2 separate regions of the Zea mays genome follow, and region 1 is linked to region 2. Evidence: chromatin contacts called from public Hi-C data. All regions are on one chromosome and are shown on one strand. Each heading gives the region's core, a stretch centred on a gene start, on an enhancer-like site or on the middle of the called end of the contact. The rest is flanking DNA. Distances are from core to core; before and after follow the strand shown. Region 1 holds the start of LOC100384701 (Galactose oxidase/kelch repeat superfamily protein). Region 2 holds the start of LOC100194015 (universal stress protein).

Evidence for each region. Hi-C and Micro-C count contacts between places; a contact is called where the count stands out from the background.
Region 1: a Hi-C map of endosperm shows a contact between it and region 2, with 3 times the contacts expected there. The contact joins the promoter of LOC100384701 here to the promoter of LOC100194015 in region 2. A contact is called at or near these places in 3 of 25 Hi-C or Micro-C datasets (bundle sheath, endosperm and leaf).

What each region holds. Positions count from the first base shown.
Region 1 is chr8:37,764,911-37,767,858 of Zm-B73-REFERENCE-NAM-5.0, reverse strand. It overlaps LOC100384701 (Galactose oxidase/kelch repeat superfamily protein), which reads left to right and starts at 1,614. Exons shown (of 9, transcript NM_001177176.1): 1 at 1,614-2,061. The coding sequence starts at 1,948.
Region 2 is chr8:37,492,094-37,495,176 of Zm-B73-REFERENCE-NAM-5.0, reverse strand. It overlaps LOC100194015 (universal stress protein), which reads left to right and starts at 1,767. Exons shown (of 3, transcript NM_001139078.1): 1 at 1,767-2,169; 2 at 2,286-2,511; 3 at 2,732-3,033. The coding sequence starts at 1,980. The coding sequence ends at 2,813.

The DNA of each region.
Region 1 (2,948 bases), core at 365-2,864, 270 kb before region 2:
GGGAGGGCCTATTGCACACATCTCAAGGCATGGGGTCTTGTAGTCTTTTCCTGGTCATGGGTCCCAATGCTTGTGGACCTATGCAAGTCAATCTGGTAATTTGCTGATGATAAGATCCTTGCACGTGTCATGGTACGAGTCGGAGGTATGTCTTTTCCGAGACGCTGACATATTTTTATATTAAAAAGTGTCGAGGATAGAGGATTAAATATGATACTTTGTTGAGTTGCACTGTAGATAAAATAAGGACAATTCCAAATATAATTTATGGTATAATTTTTATGTTTGCTAGATAATATATCTTATACATAGAAACTATATTTTTGGTGAACATGTTTTTTAATTAAATTTTCATCTAAGCACTTGCTTCGTATCGCCAAATCATATGTATTTTTATCTTGATTCTCGTGTAGAAAGTAGTTTCTTATATAATAGATTATCTTTTATCTCTCCTTTTTATTATTAGGATACTAAGTTACTATTTTACTTGGTATCTAAATTGAGGCTATGCATCTTACTAGAGAAAGTATAATAATATAGCCGAACACTGGCTATAAGAATCTTTGCAGCCTACCCCTTAGCCCATCTATATAGTAGTTAGCTTTTCACAATTAATTGTCTCTCTCACAAAGCGTCTTTGTTTTTGTGTTTGAGCTGGCTATAAGTTTACACATGTTTTTCTTCTATTTCCTCCACCTCAGTATTTAACATGTTTATAGCCTGTTATTATACTTAGCTCTTAGGGCGTGTTTGGTTCGTGCATCATTTCTAGAATCTCATTCTACAATCTTTTTATTATTAGCCAAACAATGTTTGAATTTTGTATTGGATTTTGTACCAGAATCTCATAATCTAAATATATAATTAGATAATAGAATTTGTTGTGGTATCTAACTTCTCAAAATTTGTAAGGAGCTAAACACCACCAAAGTACTCACCCTAAGACCGTATAAAAAAGTTTATCTATATGGTTATCCAAAACACTGTTTTATACTGTTATGCATTATAGACTATAATGTTTCGTAGAGTAAAATTTAAATATATAGACTACAAAAGGCACAGCTTCCCATGGCATCACGGCCACGCACCGCAATGCATCCCAATCCCAAAACCCCATAATTTTGAACAAATCACAACCCCCCGTTTTCCAACCCAAGCCAAACCAAAGCCCTGGTTCGTCGGTAGTCCGTCAGCGTGGAGTGTACTGTAGCCATGTAGGTGTGCAATTTGATACTCCCTCACACACTCCCAGGCACACGTTTCCCCATACACGCCCACACCATCCAGTCCAGTCCAGTCCAGTCTAGTCCGCCTCTTCATTTCATGCTGTATTTTCATAGCAGCAGTAGCCAGTAATAGATGCTGCCTTGCGCGGCTGTTACTACTACTCACTCTACTCCTACCAGTGGAGTGTGTAGTACGTGGTCACACCACACCACGGAGAATCAGAGTATCAGACCATAGTATAGGAGAGCAGAGCAGGGCGCCTTTGCATCGCAAGGTCACTCGTGTCCCCACTCGCCTCCGTCGCCTCCACGCAGCAGCAGCAGCGGCTCGGTCGCCAGTATTCATAGCTGGGGGTAGGGCGGGCGACCCGCCGCGACTGGGAGAACCTTGGACATGAGTTGAAAGGCCCTATCTTTTCATGTCCATGTCCATCTCCCGAGTGAAAGCGAGCGAGCGAGCGACCGATTGATTGACGTGTGATGCCTCACTAGCTGGAGAGCGCTCTCTCCTTTGTGGCAAATCTCATCAGCAACAGAGACGGCTGGTGTGACACCTTGTGAAAACGCCCGCTCGCTCGCTCAGTCGCTCCGTCTCTCTCTCCCTCCCTCCATATCTCCCTTTGCCACCTGCTGTCTCCCTCCTCATCTCTCTCCAGTCGAGTCGGCAGTCTCTACCACTCTGCTTCCTTTCCCCTCCTCTTCTTCTCCAGAAAGCAGAGGCATGGAGCGGCAGAGGAAGGCAATGTGGCTGTACCCCAAGGTGGTCGGCTTCAACCCGCCGGAGAGGTGGGGCCACTCCGCCTGCTTCTTCGAAGGGGTCGTCTACGTCTTTGGGGTATGTATCCTATCGTATGATGATATGATGTCCATCAACCAACGCCTGCGGTTCTGTTCCATCCTCTTGATCCCGTCTTATCCGGCCATGTTTTCGCTCTGAATTCTTCTACAGATTTCGCGTCTTTCTTGAATTTGATGCCTCCTAGTACAGCTATACTATTTAGTTGCTAGTGATATGGAAGCTTAATACTTACTGGTAGCTGCGAACTAGTTCATCAGGAAGAAGACGCATGCTGGTGGTGGTTTGAGCTATGACCCCGCCTCTACCGGCTGAGGGTAGATTATTTTGGACAAAAGGTTGTTTATCATCTCTGGTGTTCATCCTCTGGAGCTGTGTTTTGTCCCGCTGCTGTAGTGTAGCAAGCCAGCAAGCAAAATGTCGTGTAGCTTTCACCAAAAGCGAGGGAGTCCTTGTCCATAACGGGAAAAAAAAGGTTTTTTAAGCTGATGTCCTCGGTTGTGCTAAGCAGAACCCGCCCCATCTGCAATCCAGTTTGTTAATTTGAGCTGAGGTTTCAGTGGTTTAGCGTCAAATGCACTGCAGCAGGAGTAGAGTAGGACGAGTGGATGGGAAAAAGGAAGAAGATAGCCTTTTCGCTCTTGTTCCTCTTTCCCCCGTCCGCTTGGGTTGGGCCAGGCGAGGACCACTCCGCCCCGCGTTTAAGCTTCCCCCTGATTGTGTGCTGCTGGGATGATGGTATGGTCAGTGGTCACGCAAAGAGAAAAATGTTGAATGCCAGCAGCAATTGGATGGGTGCTACTTACTGCACCGACCCGGACGCCGTCCTCTGCTGGACGATCCGACACATGGTTCCACTTCCACAGTGATGTTGATCAGATCGAACGAACGAGCAATCATTCTGCAATCCGTTTCTTTGTGGTTGG
Region 2 (3,083 bases), core at 518-3,017:
TTGAATTTTAGCCCTTGTTATTCGATCCTGAAGATCGTAAGCTATATAGTCTTGAAGGTTGTCGTTGTCCTGAAGACCCTCGTTGTACTCTTTTCTCCATTCAGTTTCCTTGAAGTTTCTCATAGATGGTTTTAATAAGGCATCAAGTGCAATACATGAAGTGAAACTATACACTTCATTTTTTCACTAGAGTTTTTTTGGAGTTTTAACGAGGCATGAATTCGTCGCGGTATTCGTCTAAGGGAGAGTGCTAAGAAACCATACGAAGGGTTATGTGGGCTAATACCAAACATACTCCTGAGCGGCTATACTTTTCTATATAATGAATTTGTACCACCCTCATAATGAATAACAAGAAAAGAGTTTCCACGTCTTTTGTCTTCTGTATCTTGTGCTATGTCGCTAGGGGAAGGGAAGAAAACGGGTTTTCTACATCTTCCTCACGTCTCCATTGTTGACGGGAGGGTTCTAGGTCTGGATCTAGGATCTTCAACGACGTTGTTTCTCAATATCTGCTACCCGAAAGCTTCCTCGTGTGGGCCAAACATACTCCTGAGCGGCTATACTTTTCTATATAATGAATTTGTACCCCCTCATAATGAATAACAAGGAAAGAGTTTCCACATCTTGTCTTCTGTCTCTTGTGCTATGTCGCTAGGGGAAGGGAAGAAAACGGGTTTCTACATCTTCCTCACATCTCCATTGTTGACGGGAGGGTTCTAGGTCTGGATCTAGGATCTTCAACGACGCTGTTTCTCAATATGTGCTACCCGAAAGCTTCCTCGTGTGGGCCAGTGGTTCAAAGTTGCTTTCCTGTGGGGCCGCTGCACAATTCTTAGGGTATGCTCGTCTCTTGAGTGTTCTCTTAAGGGTATCTAAGAGGTTAAATTAAAAAAACGAGAGATGATCTCTTCATGAAAGGTCAATCTATATACAACTTTTTATATATATTGGCTCTTAACTAAATTTATATTGTAATTGATTTAAAGACATCTTATTATATTATACAGTTTTTAGTTGCATCTTTACATAGAAAACCGATTCAGCGAATCAGGTTGTACATGTTCGTTGATGGTCGGCATATCTGTTGCTGCTGGTTGGACCAGAAGATGGAATATTAGAGGGATTTGCAATTTCACTATCACCAGCAGTGGGCATCGCTAATATGTTATCGTGTCCATAAAATATAGACATAGATGAATCCATAAATCATAGACAAATGGTAAAATAGCAAATAAACAACTCTTGTGAATTGCAAAATTGCAAATATTCCGGGAACGCTGCTCCTGTCGAGGAGGCGCTCGGACGGGATCACGGGAAGGTTCTCAAGTGAAAGGTCTTGTCTGAGGCCGAGAGGGAAAAGATAATAGGGCCCATCGCAGCCCAACATCTGCACAGACCCCCTGCCTGACTCTGACTGGATCGCAGGCAAACAAAGCCCAAGAGGCACAGGCGTCGTGGGTTCATGCCCTGCAAAAGCAAAACCGTGTGCCTTCGTCAAAATCCAACATCCAAAACAGCTGCCGCTAACCACGGTATCATCCTCACTGTTCCATTCGGACTCTCTTGTAAAATCAACCAGAAAGTAATAATCAGATAATGGCAACAATACCCCTGGTCGCTCGCTCCACTGTTCAGTCGGTTGGTTGGCCCACTGAAGAACACCGCATGGGCGTTTCGGGAAACGAGAAAAGCCGTACGAGGGCGTGAGGCTGAGGAGAGGAAACCCAGCGGCGGCCGCGGGCGCCCCAAACCCAGGGCAGAGTCGCAGGGTGACGCGGATAGCCCATCATGGCGCCGCAGCAGCCGTGAAGCACAAGAGCTTTGCTGCAGCACGACGGCTTTGTCCTCTCTCCTTTAAAGCGGACTGCTCTCCTCAATTGTCAGGCAGTAGCATCCATTTGATTGTTCTATCCTCTTCTCTGTTCTCACCCCCTTGCAAGCAACAATCGTTCACCGATCGATCCAGTGCGTCCTGCATGGAAACTGCCGCCGTCGCCGCCTCCAGTGCCGGGCGCCGCATCATGGTGGCCGTGGACGAGGGCGAGGAGAGCCTGCACGCGCTCAACTGGTGCCTCGCCAACGTCGTCTCCCCGGCAGGAGGCGACACGCTGGTGCTCGTCCACGCCCGCCGCCCGCGCCCGGTCTACGCCGCCATGGACAGCGCAGGTATTACTACCGCCGCAGATGTAAATTTCTCCAGATCATATGGAGCCGGCCGGGCGTTGAAGCTCACAAGTATCAGTAAATGGAAGAGGCGCTGATGCCCTGGATCCTGCCTGCAGGGTACATGATGACCTCGGACGTGCTGGCGAGCGTTGAGAGGCACGCCAACGCGGTCTCGGCGGCGGCGGTCGACAAGGCCAAGCGCGTCTGCGCCGACCACCCGCACGTCAAGGTGGAGACGACGGTGGAGAGCGGGGACCCGCGGGACGTCATCTGCGACGCAGCCAACAAGATGGCCGCGGACCTGCTCGTCATGGGCAGCCATGGTTACGGCTTCATCCAGAGGTGAGCTGATACTGACACTGATCATACATGGTACTAGACCCTTTCCGTCTTGTCCAAAAATCAACACATCGGACAAGGATTACACAAGTTGAGTCACGTCAGGAGTCTGTCGAGGGCGACAAGTGCTTCAGATCCTTTTTTTTTCTTGGCCTGCAATTATCCCTGTGAGGCAGCAATCTACTCACTCGTTTATCTTCGTTTCAAATGAACATTGCTGCAGGGCGTTCTTGGGCAGCGTCAGCAACCACTGCGCGCAGAACTGCAAATGCCCGGTCCTCATTGTCAAGAGGCCCAAGGAGTAGAAGGTTCCTCGCATGTAACGCTGCAGCTTAGCCAATAATGTTTCATGGCGACCATATAGGCATATATGTACACACTTCACATCCCATTGCATGGCAGTGTCTTCCCTAGTTCAACAACTAGCTTTCTGCTGGAATAAGGTGTTCAGAGTTCAGACAGAGTATGTACTGTACATACTATCTTCTTGCATTTGGTACTCTTGTTTAGTGAAAAGCGTTCCGTAACCTTCGGTTGCCTAGCTGTTTGTTTCTGCTAACACGATTAGCTTATCT